2 separate regions of the Macaca fascicularis genome follow, and region 2 is linked to region 1. A link is a contact called in public Hi-C data. All regions are on one chromosome and are shown on one strand. Each heading gives the region's core, a stretch centred on a gene start, on an enhancer-like site or on the middle of the called end of the contact. The rest is flanking DNA. Distances are from core to core; before and after follow the strand shown.

Region 1 (7,806 bases), core at 2,114-4,613:
CCGGTGTCATTTTGACACCTGGGGCCACACACAAAGAAAGCAGCCCAGCTGATGCTGCCAAGAGAAACTGCTGAAGGACCAGACACATTCCAGCAAGGAGGGGTGTGGGGTCTTTCACGTAGATTGCAGGGAGTCCACCTGGTAGACATTCTGGTTGGAGGGGGTGGTAAAATACAGCTGCTGTGCTGGAACCCGGTTGTCACAGGGGCTGCTGAGTCCCAGTGTCCTCTCGAAGTCCAGCAGCTGACCCATGAAGTTGAAGTTAGGAGATATGTTGGATTTCTTCATCTTGACAATGTCATAGGCATCGTTCATCGACAGATTGAGCTTCTGCATAAGGTAAGCCACAGTCACAGTGACTGACCGGCTAATGCCAGCCAAGCAATGTACCAAGACACCACAGTTCTTGCCCCGGGCTTCATCTGTGAACACAAAAAGAAAAGCAAGATCTCAGTAGACTGAAAACCACCCTTTGTGAATGATCAGTCTAAGAAGTGAACTTAAAAATATAATAGTAATAATAGTTGTGTGTGGCAGTTGAGCCCTACAAGCAGCAGAAAATGTATCATTGAAATTAAACATGTACACTGGACACAATTACATATTTCAGATATTTTCTGAAAAGAGAGCTTTTGTATTAAGTTTCTGCCAACAAAAAACTCCTTAATGGGTGCATTCTTTGCCTCAGCATGTGAATACCAGAAACCCTGCAATATGTTCGTGAATGCCTTTTATACAGACAACCAGACTGCAAGGGTCTATTAAATTATTCTCCAAATGTTGTGCAGCTAACAATGGAGGTATTCAGGCATTTTAAAAGAGAGAGGGAAGTCACAGGGGACGGCCCATTAGGAGGAACAGGATGTCGACATGGCCTGAAAATGAGTTCCTTTGTAATAGGAAATGCATTACAATGCCTGGAGATTCACTTCTCCCAGGCTTCCAGCCCACAGTTCTTCCTTCTGGGCTCAGGTTACCCACTGTCTCACTGTTACCAGTATCACAGTATCATTCAACTGGATAACATTTAGCATTCATACTGCTTTCCAACAACTAACTTGACGTCCTAAAATAACTCCTAGGTTTTTTAAAATTATAAAGCAATGCTGGAATTTCTGTCTATAGTGAATACTTCTATCTGACCCTTCCCCTGAGTCCAAGACTGTGGGAAAAATCTGTTGTCCGATTATGAACGACTGTCAAATGACTGAATTCAAAGATTCACAGAAACAGCGTTTCAAATACACCTGTAATCTGCAGCCATATCAAAAGGCAGGTTTTCTTCCCTTAGCGAGAAGATAAACCAGAATTAAGGACGCTTTAGGAAAATTAGAGACCTGCAGTACGACAAATTAGCAAGCAGCAAGAACGATTAACAGCTTAAACTCTATGAATGGCTGGGAATTTTGCATTTAAATGTCAGAACGACTACTATTAATTAGTCTCACCTATGAAAGAAATGGCCTCAGGGAAAAACTGGGACAGGTTTTGGCTCCAGTGATCCGAGATGGGGATTTGCTTGTATTTAAACTCTCCTGCGTTCTCAAAGAGATTCGGCAAATTGGGGGTGACGTTCAAGATGTACTTGATGCCGAATTCCTCCAACACGTCCAAGTTGGTGGAGTCTTTGGCACAACCCAAGTAAAGGAAGGGCAAGATCTCCACCGGGAAGGAAGGCTGGCTGTTGGACAGCGGACTGCCATCCGAGTCTGTTGCACTATTGGGGTCTCGGTCAAGGTCAGACTCAATGTCCGAGGAAGAGTCAGAGCTGATCCGCAGGCCCCCGAGCCCCAGCACTGGCAACGGCGGCGAGCTGCTGCTACACGAGCCGTCTAGATTGGTCTCGCAATGCAGGGCGAACTCGGCTTGGAACTTACTGAAGCCACCTGCCAGAACGAGAAAAGCAATCGTGTAACCCGAGAAGCCGTAGTAGTTTTCACAGCTTGTAAGAACCGCAACCCGGCGCAAGAAACACCACAAGCACCCTACGAACCCCCTACATACAGAACCATAAATAATAGAAATACACTTTAAATGTGCACCCTCGGGAATGGAACGAACGGGCCCGCCTCGCCAGAGAACCCTTATTCGTTTGAATCCGGAAATACACAAAATGGCAACTTTTTGGAATATTTTGAAAGCTAGGATGTGCCAATTTGCATCCCCAACAATCTCTCCGGTCCTCCAAATCTTAATTCAAAATCGAACGATAGAAAATAGGGTGATGGAGGAGAATGTTCTGGGTAAGAAGGCGCAGAACCCGTTAGAAAGAAACCGCCGGTACCCGCAGCCGGAAGCGGGTGGATTCTGAGCCGGCCCGGTTCTCTGGTGCGGAACGCGCGGTTCGCGGCCGATACCTTGCCGGCTGCCGGCCCCTAGGCTAGCAGCGCGGCTCCGAAGCGCCAGCTGAGCGCAGCAGAGGCATTTTCAGTCCACGCGCCCCGCCCGCAGCCCTGCGCCCCTCGCCCTGCCCCGCGCGCGGAGTTCCCCGGGCGCGTACCTTCCAGGTAGAACGCCCGGCAACCCTCGTCCTTGAGCTTCTTGAGCAGCAGCCCTAGCACTGACTCGCCGCCCGTATTCTCGTTCCAGTCGCTGCTGCTCTCGTCGTAGAGCACCACTGTGTCGGTGCCGCAGCGCCGGGTGAAGCGGTCCCGGTCCTCGCCGCGCGTGAAGAGTGCGCGCACCGGCAGGTTGCCCTTCTGCAGGCGCCGCAGCATGATGCCCGGGATGGCCACGTTGATGGCCGACTCGATGTGCGACGACTCGTACAGCTCCTGCGGCCGGCAGTCCATCAGCAGCAGCCGCTCGTTGCCCAGCTCCAGCTGCTCGTTGAGCCACGCCACCGTCTTGCTGATCGCCATTTCCGACGCGAAGGGCACGGGTCTGAGCGTATCTATCATGGGGGTCGAGCTGCGGGAGAGGGCGGGGTGCCTACCAGACGCCCCTCGGGGCAGGCATAGGCCGAGCGCGCTGCGCGTGAAGCTGCCGCTCTCGGAGCGGGGTTTAATTCCGCCTCGCCTAACCCAAGCCGAGGCTAGCGGTTGGGGAAGACGAGACAGAAGTAAAGCCGGAGGTTCTTTCTGCACCCAGCTGCAGCCGCTGGCTGTTAGTGTCAATGAATCTCTCAATGAAGCTGCCCAGACAGTTTTTGTTCCTCCCCAGTGAATGAAATCCAATTAATTCGGACTCAGTTCTACTGAGAGGGGAGGAAAAAAAGTCTAGCGGTTCCTAATCCCTCCCGCCAAGTCTGCACCTCAAATCTACCCGGGCGTCTTTCTCCCCGGATTATTTAAGACTCGATTTGCTCACTATCCCTTGGACTCAGCCTCGCACACCCCCTGCGCGAGGCAGCTCCTCAATGGATACAAACAGCGAGCGTCTCAATGGATACATTCTCCGGGCCAGCCAATGAGCGTGCTGCGGAAGGGGCTGTTGCCGTGGGGACGGGCCGGCTGGAACAGGTTGTGTTGATGAATTGTTAATGAGTTTGTCATTCACAAAAACGGAAAGGAATTTCCGCTCCGGATAAGCCCCAGTGCAAACAAGCTGCAACAGCGGGCTCGGCGGGAGGAAGGAGAAAGAAGGGGAGGCGGCAGCGGAGGAGGAGCAGGGCACATAAACCAGGGCACTTCAGTTGTCTCATGTTTCCTTCTGTTGAGAGTTCACACTTCGCGTCGGAACTTTTGCGCACCAATGGCGCAATTAGCATGCACAAAAGCCCTTGTTCGCGACGCTAGCGTTCGCGAGCTAGCTTTAGGAAAACTTGTGCTGACTTTTTGTTCTTTGTATTCTCTTCAAACTCATTTGGACCCAAGTTCGCCTTAACCCTCCCCTCCCCCAACCCCCCTTCTTTAGGCGGTGTGTGGCATTTGTTTGCCAGTTTTAAAGGCCTAGCTCTGTTTGCTCTGATGTTCTTTTAGCCGAGGCTGTGTTGGGGCTGGTGAATTGACTGGGCTTTAGTGACCGATGAGGTGTTAAATGCTAATCCAACATATTTCGAAACAAACCAGGATTTTGTTGAAACATTTTAAAGCAAACAAACAAACGTCTGGTTGTTCAGAAAATCAGAAGGAAACCTTTTTTCTTAAAGTAACATTTTATTTTCTTTAAAACAATGTAGAGTGCAGAAACAAACTCTTAGGTCAGTCCAGTGCTTTTACTGTATTCCGCTCCAGCGGCGTGGGGAGTTACAAGCCATTGTTCCGGGGATCTAAATCTCTCCCCCCACCCCATCACCACCGTCGCCTGCTGGGGGGTCGCGCTCGTTAATGATTTCTGGGCAAGGAGCTCGGCTTCTGACGGAGGAGCCGGTCTGGCGGGGCTGCCTGGGCGAGGTGTGCTGGGACGCGCCGGGCCAGGCCGGCAGTCCCCGCCATGGGCGAGGAGTGGGGAAGGCCTGCAGGCTGCGGGGCCTCAGCAGGGGGGCTTGACGATTGGTTAGTTGGCAGGGAGGCATGTCAGAGGGGGCCTCCCCAGCCCTCTCCTGCCGCCGCCTCCTCCCTTTGTCCAGCGCCGGGCACTCCGGGGAGCACTAGTCGCGCCTGCGCGCTGCGCTCCCTGCCACCGCCCCGCTGTCCCCGTCTCCCCGCTTGGCGGGCAGGGGGTTGTGCGCGATGCAGTGGACGGGTACTGGGCTGAGCGCGGGACTCCCGGTTCCATAAAGATGTGGGGCGGGTGGGAGGAGCAAGGACGAGTGCCTGCCTGGACCCCCCTGGCTCCTGGCTCCCAAGGAGTCGAGGGGAACGTCTCTACCGCCCTGCAGAGCCAGCAGGTAACTTTGGGGAGGTGCCGGCCAGGCCAGTGAGCAGCGCTCGGCCCAGGCGCCGCGGGGCGGACGGACTGGAAGCCGGATGGAGGCGTGGCCGGGTGGGGGCCGCGGCGGCGGGGAGGCGCGTTCCCGGCGCGCAGAGCTCTATTGTTATATAAAAGTGCCGAGGCCTGCCCCTCCCGAGCGGAAAACCACCTGTGTGCGGCCAGCTCGGCGCGGGAGGGCCACGGCCGGAAGGCGCGGGCCCTAATCCGGCCTCCCCTCCCTAAACCCCGGCGGAAAAGAGGCCGCGCTTTGTCCCGCCGATGCCTGAGAGGCGGAAGCGGGGGCAGCCGCCCGGCGGGGTGCGGCTTTGGGGAGCGTCCCTCGCTGCGCTTTGCGCCCACCGTGAACACCGCGAGGGCGCCTAAGGTCGCGGGGTCTCCCTTCGCCCGACGCCCCGCACCCACGGGCATGCCTGCTGACACCCCCGCTGCAATTTGCATTTTTAGTTACCCGCCTCTTCCCTGGTTTGGGAAATGTAGGCTAAAAAAAGGCGGCTGCGAGGCCCAGGTTGCCAATTTTGGAGCTCTGCTGCAGGCAGGCCGCCCCTGGAGGAGCGTGTTCGACGAAGGTGGGGATTGCCGAGCTCTTCTCCGCACCATTTTTGGGCAGCCTTTGGAACAAAACTCCTATATTTCACTGGGTATCTTTTAGTTTCAGCCGTGGGAGGCCTGCGCTGGAGTTGACTCCCCCTATCCTCCCCGATCTGTCACAGAAGTTCCCACCCCGAGACGTTTCAGTCATTGGGACCTGGGGACAGGGAGGGAAGAGGCAGGATGCCCTGCAGAGGAACTGAGAAGAGCAAACCTGTTGGAGATTCAGCGCAGCACCTCCAACAGAAGAGAAAGGGAGGGAAGTTGGGTTTCCACTTTGCCTGTTTTAATACGCAGCTACCTGACTATGACTATAGATTCGAGAGGATACATCGAAACTGTAGTTTTTACCCATGCTTCTGAACTCTATTGCCAAGGGAATGCCGATCTTTCCTGGCGCATTGGCTAAGTGGCGTTCTGACCGCTCAGTCCTAGAAATGCTGAGAAAAGGGCTTCTGGAGTGGGACGGCCCTCGTTTGCATTATGTCCCCCAGTTCTTCCTAGGTATGCGCCCTTAGTTAAATCATTTAGTTGTTCTAAGTTGCAGTCTTCTTTATAATGAAGATAAAACTATCTGCTTCATAGGGTCCCTGTGACAACAAAATGGGTACGGTGAAATGTCCTAAAGTGATGGTGGGGTGCTATTAGCTGTTGGAATTAATTTTTTATGCTTCTGAATTGAGGATCTGTGAAAAGGCCTCGGTTTGGGGGCACGGTTTGGGCATCCCACAGATGCCCCTTGAGGCTTGCTTGACAGCCCGCCTGCACTCGCTCATCTCCAGGAAAGCCCTCTGAGGTACTACCCTAACCGATTTAATCCGTTCCAATTCAGCTGTCAAGTAAAGGAGGTGTTATCGTGGACCAGGATCAAAATCCTTTAGCACGATTATCAGAATGGACCCAGCTACATTTCTGACTTCTCTCTACTGGTTACCTTTGAAACACTGTGTTCTCCAGTCACAGCAAACTGATATAACAATGCCTATTAGGCACTTACTACACGATGGGTGGTATCGTGTTGTTTCTGTGTTTACGTGCATAATTTCGGACAGTCTTCAGAAAAGACGTAAATTATCCCCATTACAAAGATTAAGGAATTTGCCCAAGGTCACACAGTAGCAACAGAGAGTGTCAAGACGTGAGGCCAAACCCTTTACAGACTCTTAAGGATGCCCACATGCACGGATTATATATAGTGTTGTGGACACTATACTCACCTCCACGTGGTATTCCCTGCCCACATATGAAGAATCTCAAGGGAAGCATTTTGAATTTTGACCTCCAGGCTTTCTCCAGCCTCACGTTTTTTGTTGCATCCTCCCTACAGAGGTCAAAGATCAAAAGTTAGGCTACTTTCCCTGCTCCTTTTACACATCAGTGGTTTTCTTTGCACGCAACTCTTCATCAGTCAGCCATTCACTAAATGTTGCGTCTTCTCTCTCCCTTAGAATATGCCATAGATCCTAATCTTCACAAGTGCCATCAAGTGCCATTGCTTATCTAGTGCATCAGCACAGCACATAAGCCTGGGTTCAAACCTCTGTCACTCACTGGTCATCTGGGCCTCACTTCATTCATTCACTGACGCATTTATTCTAGATTCCAGGAAAGCAGCAGAGAATAAACAGACAAGAATAGCCTGCCTCACTGAAGTTTACATTCTAATGAGGACAGTCCAATAAAACAAATAATTATATATTAGAAAGTGAAAGCGCTATAGAGAAAAAGCAAGAAAAGGAATTCGGAAGTGTGTAACATTGGGAATATATATTCCTCCCTCAAAGGACTGTGAGGTAGAGACAACTGAGATGACACACGAGAAGTGTAGGGCACAAAGTCCGTATTCAGAAGATGATTTTTAAAATATCACCACTTGGGGGAGGGGAGGGATAGCATTACAAGATATACCTAATGTAAACGACGAGTTAATGGGTGCAGCATACCAACATGGCACATGTATACACATGTAACAAACCTGCACATTGTGCACATGTACCCTAGAACTTTAATAAAAATTAAAAAAATATATATCGCCACTTCATTCCTGCATAAGGCATGCTGTTGGTGGTGATCTTGCCATTCCTGTGAGGCACTGAGGAAAAGGTCTCTTAGGAGATAAGGGCTTTAGTAGTTTGGAAGAATTATAGGCTTCCTTAATTCTGGAGGCCTCGGTGCCCTTCAGAGGATATCATTCATATGAAGAGGGCTGTGTTTAAAGACTGGAGATAGCAGATTATCTGTGATCCATTCTCATGAGTGCAGAGAAGCACTTTCATAGATCCTCATTTCTCTGTGTGTGTGTATGTGTGCACTGAGCGCCTGTGCTTGTGCTTGAATTCCTCCTGGTGTTTCCCTCTGGAAAGTTCCTTAAAAATTGTTAGTTAAAAGACAATTTGTTAAAAA
Region 2 (7,806 bases), core at 3,525-6,024, 100 kb after region 1:
ATATAAGTGATTTCTAGAAAAGGAAATAACAAAATAATTTCTAAAATAGTGTACATATCTTGAATTTTTTCAGTAATTTTACTGTGTACAGAACTGTACAAAAAGTACTCAAAATTTTCTAAAAAAGTACAAATCCGAGAGAGCACATTTCTTAGTCAAATTATTCAAATTTCAACTGATTTTTCAAAGCATACAATTGTTTTGCTTTGGTTTAATGATGCATTTCCAGTTCTATTTACAATAAGGAATTATTGTAAATATTTATCATCTTGAAACTGTATTAAATTGCTATCCCCAAAATGCATAGTTCTGAATTAAGAATAATATTTACTCAGCATGGTACTTTACCTGATGCTAGATGTCATTTAAAATAAATTTATTTTATATATTATCAACCTTAGAGAATGGACCAAGTAGGGCACAAATTCATTTTTCTGAACCTGAAGCTTCAAGCAGAAGTATCCAAGTAAATAGCAAAATTCCTTTGAAAGTTCCACCTCTGGGGACAAGGTGTTAATACTGTAACATATACAGCTCTATGATATAGTCAGTCCAAGAGAGGCAAACTGAGTCTGAGGAGCCCTGAACATGGAGATACTGGATCTCCTGGAACTATAGATAACACATGACCTGAGGAACATTAAGAGTGAGAGAGAGAGAAACTGGAAGACATGGCCTGGATTCTGCACACAGTCACACAGTTTGTATCATGGACTTGGGCTTTCTTTTGAGCCTTGCACCCAAGATTTCCAACCCAACTAACTGAGGATATTTACCAGGAAAGCATAGCTGTGTTTAAAAATAAAAGTCAGGATGGGCATGGTGGTTCATGCCTGTAATCTCAGTACTTTGGGAGGCTGAAGCTGGAGGTTGAGCCCAGGAATTAGAGACAAACCTGGACAACATGGCAAGATCTCGTTTCCATTTTAAAAAACAACAAAACAAACAAACAAAACCCAACCAGCCAACCAAATGACAGCAACAAAAGGCCAATTTAAAATAGAATTCACTTTATAAAAATCACCCTAACCAAATTTGATAAAAACTGAGGTTCCCATCTATTCCAAAATAAAATAATACCTGCACACACCAGAACAGCAAAAACACCATCAAAGGAAATTTCTGCATACACAGTTCCTACTGCTGAGAATATCCTTTTTCAACAAACAGACAAAAACTGAAAATTAGTGACACGGCAGAAGTGAGAACCTGGGGAGAGCAGTCAGAGAATAGTAACAAAGCCCTGCCAAGGGAGGTAAAGCCATTACATCATTATGAAAGAGATTTAAAGACATGACAGATCAAATAATTATTCATATCAGGAAGCTATATCCACACAATTACGCTTGAACAACCTATGATGAGAACGCCATATGGCACACCTTCTGGATAAACAGTAAGAGACAAGTGTGTCTTAAACACAATTCTTCCTGATGAGCATTCTGACACTAAGGACTTGTGTGTGCTAAAGTCTGGTGTGTGCCAAGGATTTACGTACTTGGCAAGTAGGAATAGGCAATTCCTAAATTCCCAAAGTAGCCTTCACAACCAGTTACTTACAAGCATTGGTTGACTCAAGGGCCTATTTCTCCACCTGCTCCCAAACTGGAGGTCCTCAGTACTTTCCATTTTTTTCCCCCACAACCAGAGATATGCATCAGGTCTCCTTGGCTACTATACGATGGTGAAAAATATTTACTTAAGTTAAATCATACTGACCACAAGGAATCTAAAACCAGGATTCAAAGTGGCAAGGCCTGTGGTCTGTGTGTCTAAACATCTGGAAGGCAGGTTGCTGCTGGTGTTAACTGTCCTCTGAGGTTAGTTCAATCAGAGCCTTGCTTGCCCCCATCATTTCCTTGCTGTGTGTCTTTGGGGAAGTTACCTAACCCCTTTAAGGCTAATTTGCAGAATGCAAGAAACTACATGCATGCTTAGTAATGAGGTAAAATGTTTAGTAGCATGTGAAAAACGGTGGCTATTTTTATGGAAACCACAGGCATGTAAATGAGAGCGTTCCTGAATTGATTTACTGAAACACTGAGGTAACACATTTGTAAATTAGTTACATTTAACCATTCCACAAGTATATATACTTTAAAACATCACATTATACATAAGAAATACATACAATTTTATCTGCCAATTAAACAATAAATAAATGAAAGAAAAAAGGGGGAAAAATTCCCTGAATATACTACTACACTCCCAGATAAGCAACTCAAATTGGCAAGTTGGCAATTCTCAAATTATTTTATACATCTAGTGCAATGGTAATCAACATTCCAATGGGATGGTTTTTTGAAACAGACAGAATAATTTTAAAATTCATATGGATAAGTAATAGGCAAGAAGACCCATGAAAGTTTTGAAGGAAAAAACTGTGCATTATATAATATTTTAAAGAAATATTCTAAATCTACAATAACTAAAAAGGTATGATAATGGATCAAGAGCAAACAGATGATAATGGATCAATAAGACAGAAGAGAAAGTCTCCAAAGAGACACAAGTTCATATGAATTTAATGTTTAAAGAAGGTTATTCAAATCAGTGAAACAATACAAATTGAGGATACTTTTTAACTATAAATCTGTACCTCATAACTAAATTAATACATCTGGATTTTAAAGTTTTATCATTAAAAATAAAACCTCAAGAAGAGTAGCTAAGATGTTTGGGGATTGATGAGGGAATTTCTTTGCATAGAATCCAAACAACAAAAAGTAGTTTTCAAAAAGGTAATGCAGCTAAACCTATCGAAAATCAGAAACTAAATTCAAGGAGAAATGAGAAAAAAGGAAAACATATTTGTAGCACGTGGCAAGAGGTCAATCTTCTTTTTTTTATTTTCTTTTTTTTGAGATGGAGTCTTGCACTGTCGCCTGGGCGGGAGTGCAAGTGGCACGATCTTGGCTCACTGCAACCTCTGTCTCTAGGGTTCAAGCAATTCTCCTGCCTTAGTCTCCCACGTAGCTGGGATTGCAGGCAGCCACCACCATGCCCAGCTAACTTTTATATTTTTAGTAGAGACAGGGTTTCACCATGTTGGCCAGGCTGGTCTCAAACTCCTGATCTTGTGATTTGCCCGCCTCGGCAAACACTTCCCAAAGTGTTGGAATTAGAGGCGTGAGCCACCGCACCCTGCCCGAGGTCAATCATCTTAACTAAAATTACCTAAGGATCAATTTAAAAATGAACAATAGGAAAATGGGCAAAGCACACAAATATGCGATCTTCAGAAATACAAACAAACAGTAATCATGAACATGTCAAAACTCACAAGTCACTAAAAAATGAAATAAACTTGATAACATCTTTTGCTTATTAAGCTGTTTTAAGGCTTTTAACATTTTAAATAATTAAAAATAAATAGAAAACCTTTAAAGGTTTTTGTCATGTTGATGTTATTACAAACAATGTTGGAATAGGCATCCTTGAATAGAAATCTTCGTTTGTATATCATCATTTCTTTAGGATGATTTACTATGTATCACTCAGGGTTCAGCAGAAAAACAGAAAGTACAGCCATTATTTTAACAGAGAGAATTTAATATAGGGAACTGGTTAAACAGATGTCTAAGTCTGTAAATGCTAAAAGGGAGCTCTGAGGTTAGCAGAGATATTAAATGTATGAAACTAGCTCCCTAGAATTGGGGAACAAAGGCAAGAGATTGGATTATTAGAAACTAGACACTCAAGAGGTCCCTTGCTGAGAGCTGAGATGGTTTGTTCACAAGGAGAAAAGCGGAATGTTCATTAAAAAGACATTCTGAAAAGGAAAAGGAAATGCCTGGCATTCCTTCTCCATCTCCCCTTCAACTTAAAACAAACAGCTCTATGTGCTTCAGAAAAATAATCCAAATAGATACATAAAAAGTATGAGAATTTTGCCACCATAAATACTAAGGCCCACCAAAATTCTGCAGTGCTTTGGAAAATAGGTTAAAAAGTACATATGATATAAAATATGAGCTTTGTAGTGGCCATCATTATCCTGAGTAAAAGAAAAACAAAATACTCTAGGAATTAAGACAAAAAATAGAAAATCAAATTATACTAAAAAAACTTCCATTGTAAAAATCAATTGAAGTCAATTTGACATTTAAGTGATGGGTTGGTTGGTTGGTTGGTTGGTTGGTTGACTGAAAGCAACAATTTTATTTATGTTTCAGGATGTATGATTGTGTGGCCTGACAATCTCAGAAAGTAAAAGCAAAGAAATTGAAAGACACGGAAAGAACTAGGCCAGGACCAGCACTGGCCTTAATATCCAGTTCACTGAGATGGTGAGGTTCCAAATCTTTAGAAGCCCTAATATATTTTACATAGTTTGACAGCATAAAGCAGGAAGAACTGACTGAAAAATATGTGTTAGCAGACTTGCTGACTACTTTCACCAAATAATAATTAACTGTCAAGTGGCAAAATAAAGGAGCAAAGCTAATAGCTTTACTATCTATGCAGCACCAAATAACTCAAAACCAGATGGGTATACACGTACAGAACAGCTGAAAGCTAAATTCGCTATTTTCCGTGAAACTCCGACAGCCCCACAAATGGCATTTAGCTCCATAGTAAACCATCCTCTAGGTCAGCAGGAAGCTCATTATGGGCTGACAGTCCAGGAGACAAGCACTTTTCAGGGAGCTACCATAGTAATTTCCTGTGTGAAAAGCTCACTGCTGTTCTTGCATTCCTCAGGGTGCATTTCTTCTCATCTCAGAGGATGTTTCTCTTCCACAGGAAGAGGAAGGAACCAGTTGTTACTGGATGTGTGGGCTGAGAGCTGTTGGGCATTTTCAGCGTGCCTCGGTCTCAGCTGTGGGAACTGGGGATGCAGCTTAGATTTCCAGGCCTGGGACAGTCGATATTACTGCAGTAGTCTCGGGCGTCACAGTTTAGAAATACACTATCTCAGGAAGTTGGAAGGCAGAAATAATACCTGGAACACCTCCAGTTCCCAGAAACGTGCTAATTTTCTGAAGGAAATTCTAAAAAGTATTTACTGGGCTCCCAAATAGCATGATTTATAAATCCTTTTGTAAAATTTCCTTTTTTTTTTTTTCTGTCTTCACATTTTGTATGGCAAAGTTCAAGTCCTAAATCACGTTTGTCAATAGAAATAAGGACAAGTTTCACTGCATGAAGTATTCTTTAACTAGGACTATTTTAAAAAACTTAAAGAGTATCAAATTTTTGGTAAATTCATTAATATGTTTTCTTTCCCTGTGACTTTGAAACTTAAAGAGAAAGAAGGTCAAATTAGTATACTTGTCAGTATATCTTCATTAAAAAATTGGGACTTAGTGATTATTACTATTTTTATTAAAAAGCATATTTTATTTGAAGGGTGAAAGAAGCCTCTGGTTTTCATTGTTAATCTTTTATTACAGGGATACTGTTAGTAAACTTTGCAGCTATCCAGATTATCTATCTTGAAAAAAAAAAAAAAAAAGCCATGTTGCTTTAACAAACTAAAACACTTTAGCATTTTAGTAGTTTTATTTATTTTTTTACAATCCCAAAGCAATTTTTTTTTTAAAGGTCAGCCATCACATTCACAACTGTTAGCAGTTTTTATAACATATGGGTCATGATGTACTTCAAAAGCAAGGATCCAACTGATTTGCAAATAGTCTCTTTCCAGTCTCTAATATTTTCTCTCCTATCTCTATTTTAAAGATTGTATCTGAAAAAATGTAAATGTGTTTTCTATTTCTAAATGGCAAGAGATCTTTGAAAATGTTGTGTTTTTCCTCATTTATTTGTTAGTTATCATGTATATTCTGTTTTTTAACTGTCTTTGACAATTTAATTACCTCACTTAATTTCAAAGGGGAATGTTTTTAAATTGTTTCTCAAACCTTATAAAAATTCCTCTTTTGCTCCAATTAAGCATCTTAGGGTATAACATTTAACTTTTTGTGTTACCGGATAAAAAATTACTGTATCCACTTGACATATTTACTATCATTTGCAGTTAAGATAAAAAGTCTCTTAACTCTTAAAAGGAAGATATATTGAGGGAGGTACCAGAGACCTGGATCCTATAAATGCCTAAGTTCATTTCCTTTCATACCCTTAGAGCAGGGACAGGAGAAACATACCGCAGAGCCACTAAACCAGCACTTAAAGATACCATACAAATGTCTGTTTCCTAATGCTTAGGAAGCAGCCACAAAGTTATAGATAAACACACCTAGTTTCAGAAGTCATATGCACTAAACTGCCAAATCCAATGCCACCATACAAACTGTTGCAAAGTTTAAAAACTTTACATTGCATATGACCATTTTACACTTTCAAAGTTGTAAGTTTTAGTTTTAAGACATTGAAGTTCACATACAGTGTGTTCTTTTAGTCTTTCCAAATCTTTGCTTATATAAGCAATTAGGAACTGAAATAACTCTGAACTAGTTACGCAATGTTGTCTAGTAACCAGGATGAACTGTTGCCACAACATTCATGGAAATATTCTCTCTGTATCTGCAAGTTTATTCTTTGTGTGTCCATATATTTTGTCAGCACATTAATATTTTTCAGGTAGTATATACCATATGACAATCTCCAAGTAAGTGTATAACCTTTTTCTTCCTAAAAGTAGGCTGATGCAAAAAAACTTTCTGAAAGAGAATCCAATGTACTTTGCTAAAAAATAAAAATCCAAATGACATCTAGGAAGGGGTGTGCTTCCTAAAGTCATGGAAATAGCAGAGTATCTCTTGCACTGATTCAGCTGATCACTTTTCTGATCCTAGAACAGAATACAGGAAAACCATGATTCTTTTTCTCTCATCAGCCCCTCTGCCAAAATGATGCAGAGCCAGGAGATATTCTCAGCTATCCTGAGATTACTCAAGGCTACGTCTTACTGTCCCTGGGGAAAGGAGATAGGGAATCCCACAGCTGACATTCACTCTGTCAGGAAATCCTCTTGGCTCTGCCTTCAAAATACACCCAGAATCCAATTGCTTATCACCACCTCTTCTGCTACCTTCCTGGGTCAAGCCAGTATTGCCTCCCGTCTGAGTATTTCACTAGCTTCCTAATGAGTCTCCTTGTCTACCCCCATCAACATCCCCAACCTGTTTTCTTACAGCAGGCAGAGTGAACCTGTTAAGATACAAGTCATATCATGTCCCTCCCTCTGTAGGAAACCCCCCAGTGGCTCCTATGTCACCTGCAATCTGGCCTTCTATCACTGCTCCCACTCTCCTGGAGGGCCCTTCCCACATAGCCATACGACTTGCTCCCTTCACTCCTTCAGCTCTTTACTCACATGCCACCTGTCACGTGACTCTTGTCCTAGCCATACTAGCTAAAATTGCAGCCCTCTCCTATCTTTTCCTCTCTGACTTCAGTGCCTTTTTCACCTTTGTGTTCCCTATACTATATACAGTTTATTTTTTAGATCTGTGAATTGCATTTCTCTGACTGGAATATAGAATGTAGGCTTCTCTGGAGCAGGTATTTTTCTTTCCTTCACATTCTCTAAAGCCAAGAATAGTGAGTTAATAAATACTTATTCACAGACCGATGTGTGTGAGTAGGCATCCTTCCTGGATCCCACCACATCTGCTGTCAATTGATTTAGGCAACTTAAAGACTCTAAACTAGACTGATGCATTTTTATTACCATGGTTCATATATGTTTGATTTCTTCTGAAGCAACTACTTATACCTTGCTTTCGCTCCAGGCACGTTGGCTCATGCCTATAATCTCAGCACTTTGGGAGGCCGAGGTGGGCGGATCACTTGAGGTCAGGAGTTCGAGACCAGCTTGGCCAACATGGTGAAACCCTG

Evidence for each region. Hi-C and Micro-C count contacts between places; a contact is called where the count stands out from the background.
Region 2: a contact with region 1 is called in a Hi-C map of liver, with 4 times the contacts expected there. The contact joins the enhancer-like site here to the promoter of DUSP6 in region 1. A contact is called at or near these places in 2 of 2 Hi-C or Micro-C datasets (liver and skeletal muscle).

What each region holds. Positions count from the first base shown.
Region 1 is chr11:96,315,394-96,323,199 of T2T-MFA8v1.1, forward strand. DUSP6 (dual specificity phosphatase 6) reads right to left here and starts at 3,364. Exons shown (of 3, transcript XM_005571831.4): 1 at 2,501-3,364; 2 at 1,449-1,886; 3 at 1-422. The coding sequence starts at 2,900. The coding sequence ends at 115. LOC123567559 (a long non-coding RNA gene) reads right to left here. Exons shown (of 4, transcript XR_006690572.3): 4 at 4,078-6,724.
Region 2 is chr11:96,417,562-96,425,367 of T2T-MFA8v1.1, forward strand. The region is part of intron 11 of POC1B (POC1 centriolar protein B); the gene reads right to left. Among named protein-coding and RNA genes, the nearest start is that of GALNT4, 69 kb to the right of the region's middle. Within about 2 kb of position 4,775, at least 4 of the 6 cell types and tissues checked have an H3K27ac peak or open chromatin away from gene starts, as enhancers often do. A contact at or near this core is called in liver, where this site is marked.